Regions from separate parts of the Mus musculus genome. Here region 1 is linked to region 2. Evidence: chromatin contacts called from public HiChIP or PLAC-seq data. All regions are on one chromosome and are shown on one strand. Each heading gives the region's core, a stretch centred on a gene start, on an enhancer-like site or on the middle of the called end of the contact. The rest is flanking DNA. Distances are from core to core; before and after follow the strand shown.

The links. HiChIP or PLAC-seq counts read pairs in DNA pulled down with a chosen protein or histone mark.
Region 1: a BATF HiChIP or PLAC-seq map of CD8 T cells shows a contact between it and region 2, with 9 read pairs. The contact joins two enhancer-like sites. A contact is called at or near these places in 1 of 15 datasets of contacts at CTCF or cohesin (CD8 T cells), 2 of 484 Hi-C or Micro-C datasets (embryonic fibroblasts and nephron progenitors) and 6 of 115 datasets of contacts at active chromatin or transcription factors (CD8 T cells, bone marrow-derived macrophages, embryonic stem cells and 2 more).

The regions. Positions count from the first base shown.
Region 1 is chr5:64,777,852-64,784,408 of GRCm38.p6, forward strand. No RefSeq gene overlaps it. Among named protein-coding and RNA genes, the nearest start is that of Klf3, 22 kb to the right of the region's middle. Within about 2 kb of position 3,125, at least 87 of the 459 cell types and tissues checked have an H3K27ac peak or open chromatin away from gene starts, as enhancers often do. A contact at or near this core is called in CD8 T cells and bone marrow-derived macrophages, where this site is marked.
Region 2 is chr5:64,659,952-64,665,705 of GRCm38.p6, forward strand. No RefSeq gene overlaps it. Among named protein-coding and RNA genes, the nearest start is that of Gm26761, 37 kb to the right of the region's middle. Within about 2 kb of position 2,285, at least 49 of the 459 cell types and tissues checked have an H3K27ac peak or open chromatin away from gene starts, as enhancers often do. A contact at or near this core is called in CD8 T cells and bone marrow-derived macrophages, where this site is marked.

The DNA.
Region 1 (6,557 bases), core at 1,875-4,374, 120 kb after region 2:
ATCACAGGAAAGTTTTCTTTAAAATAAGCTAAATAAATTTTGCTTTCCCTCCCTAATTTCTAAAGACAGTGGAATAGAAAGAGTACTTTCTGGGATTGCAATAAAAGCATCAGCAGCCATTGTCACCAAGCGTGACACAAAGGGTGTCAGACACAGCCTTCGCTGGCCCAAGTTACAGGCATAGACCTGGCCCAGTTTCACAGTGCAGCTTTGTCAGGTCGGTTGGACTAAATTAACTTAATTAAACCAACCAGGACTGGTTTTGGTTTTTTCATGGCTGCGCTGAAACTTGCTCTGTCCAGCAGGCTGGCCTCAAACTCAGAGATCTGCCTGCCTCTGCCTCCGGACTTTTAAAAAGCATCTCAACGTACTTTTCTTCCACATCCAGAAGAAAAGAGGTGTCTTATCAAGTGTGCTTTGGGATAAAGAGATAGCTCAGCCATTAAAAGCTAGGCTCACAACCAAAAATATAAGAAGTGTGGCTAATTATGTCCTTATCACACTACCTACTAGAAAGGGCTACAACTCAGTAATGGGAAAGTCCCAAAGAGTGAACCTCGGAAAGATGTTTTCCAACACCACAGCAGAGAGAATGCCCAGAGACAAGTGGGGTGGGGGTGGGGGGAGAGTAGCAGACATGGTGCCAAGAGTTGCTGCCCTGGGAAATGGTGACAGTCGCCAACAAGGGTCGTTTTGTTCCTTTCTGCCTGGGCAGTTTTCTCAGCACCAAGTGTAGGGGCACGAATTGTGTTGGAAAATTTGTGCATACAAACAAACACAGATATTTAACAAATCGGGGGAAAGCCTTCACTTTATGGTGGTGCTCTCCAGAAGGAGATACGTTTTACCTTTGGGTCAGCAGGCAGAAGGGAAGGAGGGAAGAAGGAAGGGAGGGAGGGCGGGGAGGGAGGGAGGGAGGGAGGGAGGGAGAGAGAGAGAGAGAGAGAGAGAGAGAGAGAGAGAGAGAGAGAGAGAGAGAGAAAGAGGCAGAGACAGAGACAGAGACAGAGACAGAGACAGAAACACTGGACCTGACTTGAACCCTCAAAGCCAAGCCCCCAGTGGCACACCTCTTCAACCAGACCACAAGTTTTCCAACAAGGCCACCCATCCTAATAGTACCACTCCCTATGAGCCTTTGGGTGCTATTGTCATTAAATCACCATGCTATTTCTTCTAAACCTAAAAACTTTGAAGAGTTAGGCTCTGTATAGCTAATAGACCCATTTGCCACAGCAATGTAAAAACTAATTAAGCCAAGGTCCACACAGTTCATGTTATGGTTTTTGGATCTTGAATTTCCCCTAGAGACCCATGCGTCAAAGGCTTAGTCCTTACATGATAGTATTAGGAGGTGGTGGCACCTTTAAAAGGCAGAGACTAGTAGGAGGTTTTCCAGTTCCTGGAGTATTCCTTTAAGGACTATGGGATACTCAGCACTTCTCTGCTATTTTGGCTTTCTAATCCTGCGTAAGCAATCCTTGTGTGCCACCTTACAGGGGCCTGAAAGGGAGGACCCAATTAATAGCAGGCTGAGACCTTCAAAACTGAGCAGAAATAAACATTTTCTCATTATGATCATATCAGACATTTCATGACAGTGCAGAAAGCTAACTGACACCGTTTATATAAGATTACTAGCTGGGTAGAATGCTGGTAGCTGTTTTGTTTGTCTGGTTTGGTTAGATTTTTCAGTGTTTTTTTGAAACAAGATCTCACAGTGTAGCATGGGATTGCCTTTGACTTACTGGCTGGGCTAAACAGAACTCATGGCATTAGCCTCCTAGTGATGAGATTGTAAGTGTGTGCCATATACCCTATTAAAACATTCTTTAATATCTAATAGACTGGGCTGTCTAACGAGCAGGCTCAGTAAAGACAGGCACGTGCTGCTAACCCTGATGAACTCAGTTTGATTCTTTGGACCTACACAGTGGAAGGAGAAAACCAACTCCAAAGAGTTGTAAAGTTGTCCTCTGACCTCCACATAGCCACCATGGCATCCACATATAATATATATACATATATATACATATATACATATATATACATATATACAGATATACAGATACAGATATAGATAGATGAGTACTCTGTAGCTGTCTTCAGATACACCAGAGGGGACATCGGATCCCGTTACAGATGATTCTGAGCCACCATGTGGTTGCTGGGAATTGAACTCAGGACCTTTGGAAGAGCTGTCAGTGCTCTTAACTGCTGAGACATCTCTACAGCCCAGTTAGTCAGTTTCTTATAATTGCATCAAGTTCCTAAGAAAAAAATATGTAAGGGCAGACTTACTCTGCCCCACACAGCTTTATAGGTTTCAATCCAGACACCTGTCCCACTGTTTGCTTTGGATTTGGGTCAAGGCTGAGTGAAGGAATGACAGAGACGGGTGACAGTGTGACAGAGCAGAGCCTCAAGTAACTCTTAGACAGCAGAGGATGGAGCGCAACAAGGAAAAGCCCCGCTGACATGCCTTCAATGACCTACTGCTTCCAACTAGGCTCCACCTCTGAAAGTGCCCATTGTCTCCAAAAAACGCCATCTAATTGTGAAGTGGCCCCTGGATAAGAACATCCATTGAGTAGGTCAGGGCATCCACGATCCATCACTCACCCTCTCAGTCACTGGCCTGACCAGCCAGACACCGAGCCTTCACTGCAGCCTTTCAGAGAGACTGGATATCTCAACCATAACCGCCCTCGTTTTCTGATTTTCCTTATTCCTCCTCATCTCCATGTTGTATAAATACATTGTCTCAAAAGAAAGGGGGAGGGGGGACGACAAACATCAGCTCTAACCGTGCTTTTAATGTTTTCATGAGAGAAAGACACATGGTTCAGTGAATTAAAAACTGAAGAGATGCATGCATGGTGCGCTTGGTCCAAGTACACATAATCAAATGGGGAAAAGTTAAAGCATATTAACTGAGGGAAGAAAAACACGGCTCAGGGGACTGGCAGCTGGGGAGGGAGGGGCTGTGGGCGGGGCAGGGGAACTGAGTCAGGGAGACAAACAGGATGCTGGGAGGTGAGAAATAAGGGTGGGGAGTAGTGGGGAGTCTGAAGAGGAACTAACAAGATCTGTTGCTTATAGTTACCCAGAAACCCTTCAGAACAATAACACACAAACAAACTTAAAAGGAAGAAGCTGCAGGAGAGGGCTTCCAGCGGAGGAGATCAGCTGGTGTTCTGGTGTTGGGGGAGCTGTAGGTCAGCTCTCTCATAGTCACTGACTCTTCTTGACTAGATGGATCCGGGCAAAGCACGGTAGACCGGAAGAGTGGACCCCGGGCCCCAGGAAGTACATGCCTGTAAAAATGGGAACCTGGGCTCTGTTCATTCTAAGTTGCCGGCGCCTCTGGTTTCCAGCCTTTTCTGCTTGGCGATGCTTTCGAACAGATATATTTTGAGGAAGAATTCTGGTTTCGAGAAGCTGAGCAGGCCCAGCCACTCAAGCGGCCACCAAAAACTTCAAAATTTCTTCCAGACTTCTCACCCCTTCTTCAAGGGCTACCTCACCCCTTCCTTCTTGCCCCCTTTCCAGGTGCGTGAGTCTGAGGGTGCTTCCAAAAAGCTAAATTTTGCCTTTCATTAGACACAACTTACCCACTTCTTTCTAGCTATTTTTAAAAACACTTTTCCTTGCTCCTGAAAAGTGTGTTTATTAAAGAAAAACTACTTCAGAGTATTGAAATGTAAAGAAAAAAGAAGCCATCCTCCGGCCAGCCGCTGAGACAACAAGCCTTCCAATCATTTTCTTTCTTTCTCTTTTTTTTAATTAACTTACTTATTTTATGTATGAGTACACTGTTTCTGTCTTGAGGCACAGCAGAAGAGGACATCTGATCCTGTTACAGATGGTTGTGAGCCACCACGTGGTTGCTGGGAGTTGAACACAAGACCTTTGGAAGAGCACTTAACCACTGAGCCATCTCTCCAGCCCCACAAGGGTCTTCTTTTAAATTACTGGATTCACCAGACTTGACATCACTCTTTCACAAGGCTCTGAAGATTTCTAAGTGGCAACCTCAGTCACAAGTAGGGAAGGTATAGTAGAGAAAGTGACAGCTCTGCTCTCTGCTAAGGCGAATGCAGATGCATTATAAACTCTCTGAGTAGAGATCAACATCCTTCCGGCCCCCAGTGCCTGAGCCCTGGCTGTCCCAGTCTGCTGCTTAAATTTCTGATGCAACGGGGCGGTTTAATCCCAGCACTTGGGAGGCAGAGGCAGGCGGATTTCTGAATTCGAAGCCAGCCTGGTCTACAGAGTGAGTGCCAGGACAGCCAGAGCTACACAGAGAAACCCTGTCTCGAAAAAACCAAAAAAAAAAAAAATGTTTCTGATGCATGGGACCAGAAACCTCAGCCTGATACAATGTAGCTGGAAGCCCCCCCCCCTTTTTTTAAACTTTTTTTATTAGGTATTTTCGTCATTTACATTTCAAATGCTATCCCAAAAGTCCCCCATACCCTCCCCCCACTGCCCTCCCTCTCCCACTCCCACTTCTTGGCCCTGCTGTTCCCCTGTACTGAGGCATATAAAGTTTGCAAGACCAAGGGGCCTCTCTTTCCAATGATGGCAGACTAGGCCATCTTCTGCTACATATGCAGCCAGAGACACGAGCTCCGTGGGTACTGGTTAGATCATATTGTTGTTCCTCCTATAGGGTTACAGACTTCTTTAGCTCCTTGGGTACTTTCTCTAGCTCTTCCATTGGCAGCCCTGTGTTCCATCCAATAGCTGACTGTGAGCATCCACTTCTGTGTTTGCCAGGCACCGGCATAGCCTCCATATTTTTTTTCCAGCAAATCTTCCTTCCCCAAAGACCTCTGCACCATTCCTAAGGACAACCACAGGCTGAGTTTTCCTATAGACAACAGAGTAAAACTTCCAAAGCACTTGTGAATGGGCCACGCTAGGAGACCCAGGAGTTAAAAGGCTGACCAACATCCTTCCAACCATCCTGAAACTTGTGTAATGTCATTTGCTTTAGATGCAAAGACTTGGGGAGGCCTTTGGGAACAAAGAGAAAAAAAGGAAGACAGCTACACTATGTCAATATATCAAGCACGTTCCACATTCTGTTAGCTGAATCACAGAGGGAGAAAAATGTATGTGTGCCCCTCAAAAAAAAAAAAAGATGCTATATGTATAAATGCATCCATGTAAGACAGTCCCTGATTTAATGGTTTGACATAATGACTGTATTTATTTATTTTAACTACTAGATTCTTGAACTTCCTGTTCCCAACCAGCCATTGTTGGATTAGCTGAACCACAGCCTGTAAGTCATTCCAATAAATCCCAGATAGATAGATAGATAGATAGATAGATAGATAGATAGATAGATAGATAGATATGGATATATAAATATATAGATATATATGTAGTGATTCGTTCTATAAATTCTGTTACTTGAGAGAACACTGACTAATACAAAAGTTGATACTAGAATTGGTTCTGGAGCAACAGAAGTATAAGCACCTTTGGAAGTATCTTGTATAGGCTTTTCAATTCACTAACACAGATACTGATACACCAACTGTGAGAGATAATGGGTTTAGTGATTATATAAGAAACTTTTGACAGTTTTGGAAATAAGAAAAATGATGATGCTGGCTGGTTGCTCCTAGCACCTCTGGATAAATTGGCAAAGGATAGGGATGAGCCCATAATAAAATTAACCAACCTCTAACATCTCAGAATAGAGCAAAGCAATGAACTTAGTAATAAAATTGGCCTGCTCCAGGGCATGGACAGTCTAAAGCAGCAGTTCTCCACGTGTGGGTCACGACCATTTTAGGACCAACCCTTTCACAGGAGCCACATATTGGATATCCTGCATATCAGATGCTTACATTATGATTCATAACAAGACTGCAGTTATGAAGTAGCATCAAAATAATTTTAGGGTTGGGGGCGTCACACAGCACACGGAACTGTACTAAAGAGCTGAAGCATTAGGAAGGTTGAGAACCACTGGACTAAAATTTCTAAGTCTGCCCTGGAGAACAACCTTCTTTCCAGCAACCACAGAGCTCAAGCTGCAAGGTCCTTATTTTAGTTTGGCTTCCATTGCTGTGAACAGACACTGTGACCAAGGCAACTCTTATAAGGGACAGCATCTAATTGGGGCTGGCTTACAGGTTCAGAGTTTCAGCCCATTATCATCCTAGCAAGAAACATGGCAGCAGCCAGGCAGGCATAGCACTGGAGAAGGAGCTGAGAGTTCTACATCTTCATCCAAAGGAAGCAGGAGCTATCTTTCGACAGCGTGGAGGAGGGCCTCCCAAAGCCCATCCCCACAGTGACACAATTCCTCCTACAAGGCCACTATTTCTGAATAGTGCTACTCCCTGAACCAAGCAAATCCAAACCAACACATTCCACTCCCTGGCCCCCATAGGTTTGTTCAAACACATAAATCTATGGGGGTGATAACTAGCCGTAGCATAATGCAAAATATACACCTAGTCCAACTTCAAAAGTCCCACAGTTTATAACAGTCTCAACAATGTTAAAAGTCCAAAAGTCTCTTTTGAGATTCA
Region 2 (5,754 bases), core at 1,035-3,534:
AAACCTAAGTTCCAACAGAGACTGGTGGAGGACAAGTCTTACAGAAGTGACTGGAACTTACTGAGACAGCATCATGCAGAGAGTCTCCAGACCCAAAGGCCAGGGATGGCTCTCCCTTTGGTCTGATGCCACAGTATCTCCTGCCTGCGTGGCTGCCTGGTACCACACAGGATAAGAATTTTCTGCATAAGGCAAAAAATAAAATAAGTTGTAGAAACCTTGGCCACCTACCCCTATGACCAGAGCTTTCAGATAGGTAGACTCTCTTGGGCTTTATAGTACAACTCGCATACCACTCAATCCCCTGAACTACTTTGCTTCTTGATGCCTCCTAACAGTCTGAACCCCTACCACATAGGGTGTAACACACTCTCCCATATACTATACCTAACCCTTTATTTCTGTAAATTCTTAAGATCCTATCTTCTACAAGCCTGGTTTACTTGATGTGTGTCCCTTTGCTTAGTGATGTCCCTACCCATCTTTTCTGGTATGCACCATATGAAGAGGAACACACTGCTAGCCCTGGCTCTACCATGAGCTAGTAATCAATATATTTATAATTGTTTGCCTCAGTCTTCTCATCTATAAAATGGGGGGGGCATACCACAGGTCTATTTGAAGAGTCTGTAGGTGGATATACATAGGTCACTGGAGTGAATGTTCTGTAAATGTTAACCATCATCATCACTGGTATCTAGGCTTTCCAAATAGTCCAACAAAGCAGTCCCAAATAAAACCCCTGGGAATTCAGATCACAGGAGCCGTTAAATAGGCACAGAGTGCCTTCTAGCCTCCATATGACAGTCTTCCAAGTTGGAAACAATTAATATGTGAAGCAGGAGAATTCTAAGTTCAAGGCCAGCCTAGGACACATAGTGAGACCCTGATTCAAAACAAATAATACCAAAGGAAAAACTTGGTCATCTAATCCTGCCACTTCCCTGGATGTTTCTATCTTCAATTATCATCCTGACCTAGCTGACTTCTACCAATGATTAGTCAGTTATAGGCCAACTCCATGTAGGTATTTGAGGTTTCATTCTCTAGCTTAAACAATGGCTGCTCTTCTGACCAGTAGCACTAATATGGAAAATATACCTGTCATTAATTGTAAAAATGCTTGCTGACATTTACTGCAGTCTTCCCAAGTCCAGTTTGTATCAGGTTTACTTTTTTATTAATAACTGTCAAAGGACATCACTTTTTCGTAGGCATGTTATTATTGTCAACAAATATGTCAGCAGTCATACTCTCTTGGGCCCAAATCAATCAACATCAGACGGCTTAAGGACGTATTCTCCATCTAACTTCGAGTGCTGCATTGTTAACGCAATGCTGAAAGACAACCTCTTTCTGAGGTGCAAAAAAGATGCTTAGACTAGAACTCAACTGGTTAAAAATTACATCATATTGCAATCACATTGGAAGTAATGAGTAGAAAGAAGAGACTTAGATAGGAAAGCCTTTGTTAAAACGTATCCTGTCTCATGTCATCTAACCCTGAGGAAACAATATAAAATTAAATAAACACATATCCTCCACCAGCTAATGAAGTTTTATCCTCTCAGGCTTCAGATAAACAGATCGCTGTTCATAAATTTTGCACCTTAGAATCTTCCAGCTCCAGGGCTGGAGACCCAGCTTAGCTGGTCGAGAGCTTGTCCATTTTGCATGGAATTCTTGGTTGATAGATAGCACCATAAGTTGGATGTGGTGGTCATGTAATCCCAATCACTCCAAAGGTGAAGACAAGAGAAGAGAAGTTCGGGGTCCTCCTCTGCTACATCTAAGGCCAGCTTGTAATAGATGATAGATAGATGTAATAGTCTCGAAAGAAAACAAAACAAAACAAAACAAAACAAAACTCTATTTTACTACCACCGCTTTTTCTATTGTTGGAAATACTTTTAAACCCTGCAAGAGTTAATTGTGTGACATGCTTCTCAGCAGGGAGCCACCCAAGTAAAAATCCAAGGTGATGGCTTCACAAGGAGACACAGGAACCATGCCCAATTGATTTCCTGGCTGGGAGCAAAGCTCTGCTACCTTTTGTCTCCAGGAACTGTCAGCATCACCAGGTTAAAAATGCATGCTCCCAACTCCGCCCCGTGCCTGAAGATCTCACATTTAGTCAGTTTCCCTTTGTTCTCAAGACCATATCTCCTTTCTGTACTTTTTTTTTCTCATTTGACTCAAATCAGGAAGGATTCAGGTCGTACCTACAACTTCCCCCCATCGATTCAGATAACAAGGAGGGTGTGGGAGTGAGAAGAAATTGAAAGTAGGGAGTGGAAAGTTGGAGCTTTCTGGTGGGGTCACCTCACCAGTCCCTTGGGGAGACGATCACAGTTTGAGTTGCTCGTTAGTAATTTTATTTCTAGGAAGCCTCTGTCTGTAAGTATTTCCTCCATAGTCCCCAGATTCCAAGGTCTTTGTTTGCTGGATAACCTTCCCACCCCTGTGCCTTTGCAGTTCTTACATATAAAACTAAATGATTCCAAGACAGTTTCTATAATTACTTTTAAAAAAGAAAAAAAATCAATAGCTCTCAGAAAACATATTGGCTTGATCTTCTAACCAGACTAGAGATGAAAGACAGGGTAGTTTCAGTTCTCTTGCTAAGATCAAGGCTTGAGGTGTCAAAAGCTCTAGCACTGTGGCTCCCTCCGACAGCTTGTAGCTCTGTGGACCACCTCTGCTTTCATGCAAATGTAACCCGGCCTCATTAGGAAGTATTAGTTCCCGTTTCAGCCTCAAGCATCAAAGCCATTTGTCATAATTGCTATAATTAGACCAGGCTGAAACACACCAATCGAACAGGCTGTTGCTTCGTGGGTGTGGTTGCAAGGGTATCCACGACCTGAAATTCCCACTGTGAGGTACTTTCCTCGAGTTAAGGTGTTGTTTTTCTTTAAATATATGAATATATATGAACATATGTCAGAAAGCATCTCATTCCACTGCTCATTTGCTGGCTCCTCTTGATGTATTTTAATTACTGGAGAAAGAAAGATATTTGAAGCTTCTGTGTCCAAGTCAGGTATGGCTAACTATGGTAGCTGATGGTAAGTTGATTCCTGGGATGCATTTGGTAGAAGAAGAGAACTAACTCCCACAAATTGTCCTTTGCCAAATCCAGGTTCCATATCTTCATTCAAGGCCTTGGCTATCTGCTGATTCCCTCCGCAGCCCTTCTTCCTATCATGGGTGTATGTTCTCTGAGATTATATACTGGATTCATTCTTCAAAACTATCAACTCTCCAGTTCCTTTACAAGTCTATAGAAGTCCCATTTCTTCCCCCTCTGCCCATCTTTTACTATTTTTCTAATCATCCAATAAGGAAAGATGGATTCACCCAGTGGTTCTCAATGGGATGATACCCATCTATGGACATACAACAACATCTAGAAACAAAAGACTGGTATTTTAACACACACACAAATACACACATTTGTCACTTATAAATTTATATTTAACTAACATAAAATATTTAACTTCTATTGCTCAATTTATAAACCATGGAAGGTGATTGCTAAAGGTCTAGTTAGGGAACACATGGTGGCAGGGGAGCACACAGAAGCCTGGGGCACAATGAGGCAGCTAAGAGAGAGACTGTATCTAGAGAAAAGCAGGGCTGAGTTAGATCTCTCTTGCACTGAGGAAGCCTTTCCTTTAGAGCTGCAACACTTGCCTCGGGGAAACCTTTTGTCTCAGACCTATATAACTCGGACAGTGACTTGAATCTGATCAAAGTTATATCAGAGCTCCTTCCAAGACACACATGAGACTGGGTGACATCAGAATCCCACTCCCAAACAACCCACTCTGTCAGCCCAACAGGAGATGTGCCATTGGGTGGGCTGTGCTAGATACCATGTAATTGTTAAGCCCTGGCTGTCATTGTTTGCAGAGACATATTTGACTTGAACACAGGGATCCTAAGTCCTAGACTGACTCCTAAAGCATGACACAAAGAGGCATCGTTCAAAAGGTTCAAAAGAGCAACCAGTTAAAAGGTTGGCAATTCACCAAGCTGCCAACAAGGGAGCCTGCATGGGACAGACCTGGGCCCTCTGCAAGTATGTTGTATTGTGTAACTTGGTCTTTTTTTGGGACTCCTAACAATGGGAACAGAAGCTGTCTCTGACTATGTTGCCTGCCTTTGGCACCCTTTCCTCCTATTGGGTTGCCTCTTCTAGACTTAATAGGAGAGGAGGTTCCTAGTCTTACTGCGACTTGATGTGCCATGGCTGGTTGATATCCATGGGAGACCTGCCCTTTTCTGAAGAGAAAGGGAGGGGGATGGAGTGGGGAGGAAGGGAAGAGGGCAGGGAGAGAGGGATGGGAGGAGAGTAGGGAAGGAAGTTGCAGTTGGGATGAAACAAACATACATACATACATACATACATACATACACACATAGTGTCAATTCCAGCTGAAAATGAGAATTAAGAAGTTTTTAAAGCAAGGGATAACTATTAGAATGGCAGATTTAAGTTGAACCATCATAATTTTATCTAATATAAGTAGATTAAAATGAAAGACAGGTGTGGTTTGGACAACTTGATAGAACTCACCTACACTGTTGACAAGTTAACATTTGAAGTCTAAAGATGCCAACATTTCATAACTGAGGCAGAAGAGTACACACCAGTGTTAGTTTAAAAAAAAAAGCTACTTCAATGTCAAAGTAACTTCAAAGAAAAGAATATTGCTAGAGACAGAACAACAACAAGCAAACAAATTTCACTGTGGTGGAAGAGTCCATTCACCAAACAGACCTGACATCCTAAACAGATGTATCTCATCACAGAGGTTCAAAATATGAGGCAGGGGCTGGAGGAACAAAACAGAATAATTGATAGTTTTAAGAGTTTTAAGTGCTTCTTAGTCAGTAATGTCTAACCAGTAGACAGTAGTTGGAAAGGCTAGGGAGGGTTTGATGGTGTCATTGACCAATTCCTCATAATTGTTCTATGTGAAATCAAACTCCTTACAGAAGTCATGTAGGAGTCCAGGGCGCCAGAGAATGGGTGGAGGAAGATCTAGCCAGTGATGGCTGATGAGAGAAATCCTTGGCTAGAGGTACTGGTGACCAAATGATCAACAGTGAGTTGTGTGAAGTAATTCGCTTACATTCCAGTGTGTAGTGTAAGCCCTTCTCTTGAGGTACTTATCATTAATTTTCTGGCAGCCTTTACCCTTCCACTGCCCCCAAGACCCCCTGAGGCTGGGCTCATACTCAGGGTTCCTGCCTGGCCAGCTGTGGTGGTGAACTGCTCACACCGGAAGTGGGAGTGCCTGTCTGAAGTCTGAGAGGGCAAGGAAGCCTGGTCCCAAGAGGGGTTCGCTTAGAATGAGAATGGACATTGTTCTCAGATCTCAGAGGGAGCAGTTCCCACAAGGCAAAGCCCTAGCTTCCCCTGCTTCTTACAGAGATACACCTTGACAGGTAAAGTCAAAGTTTACAACTTCTACTGGGTAAATATTTGGGGTTAGTTTCCTTAGCAGGAGAATAAGCCTCCAAGGGACTCCCAAGAGGATGATTGGGACTCTTGGATGATTGAAGCTTTTCAGGCCAGAGCAGAGGTGAATCACTAGACCCAACATCAAACATCAAACTGACAACATCAAACAATTAAATGATGCCAGGGTTGGGGGGTAGGGGGTGTAGCAGGATTCACTGCTGGAGGAGACAGTCACGGACCAGTCTTTGAAAGGGTTGGCCATCAAGTTATTTACTGTTTGA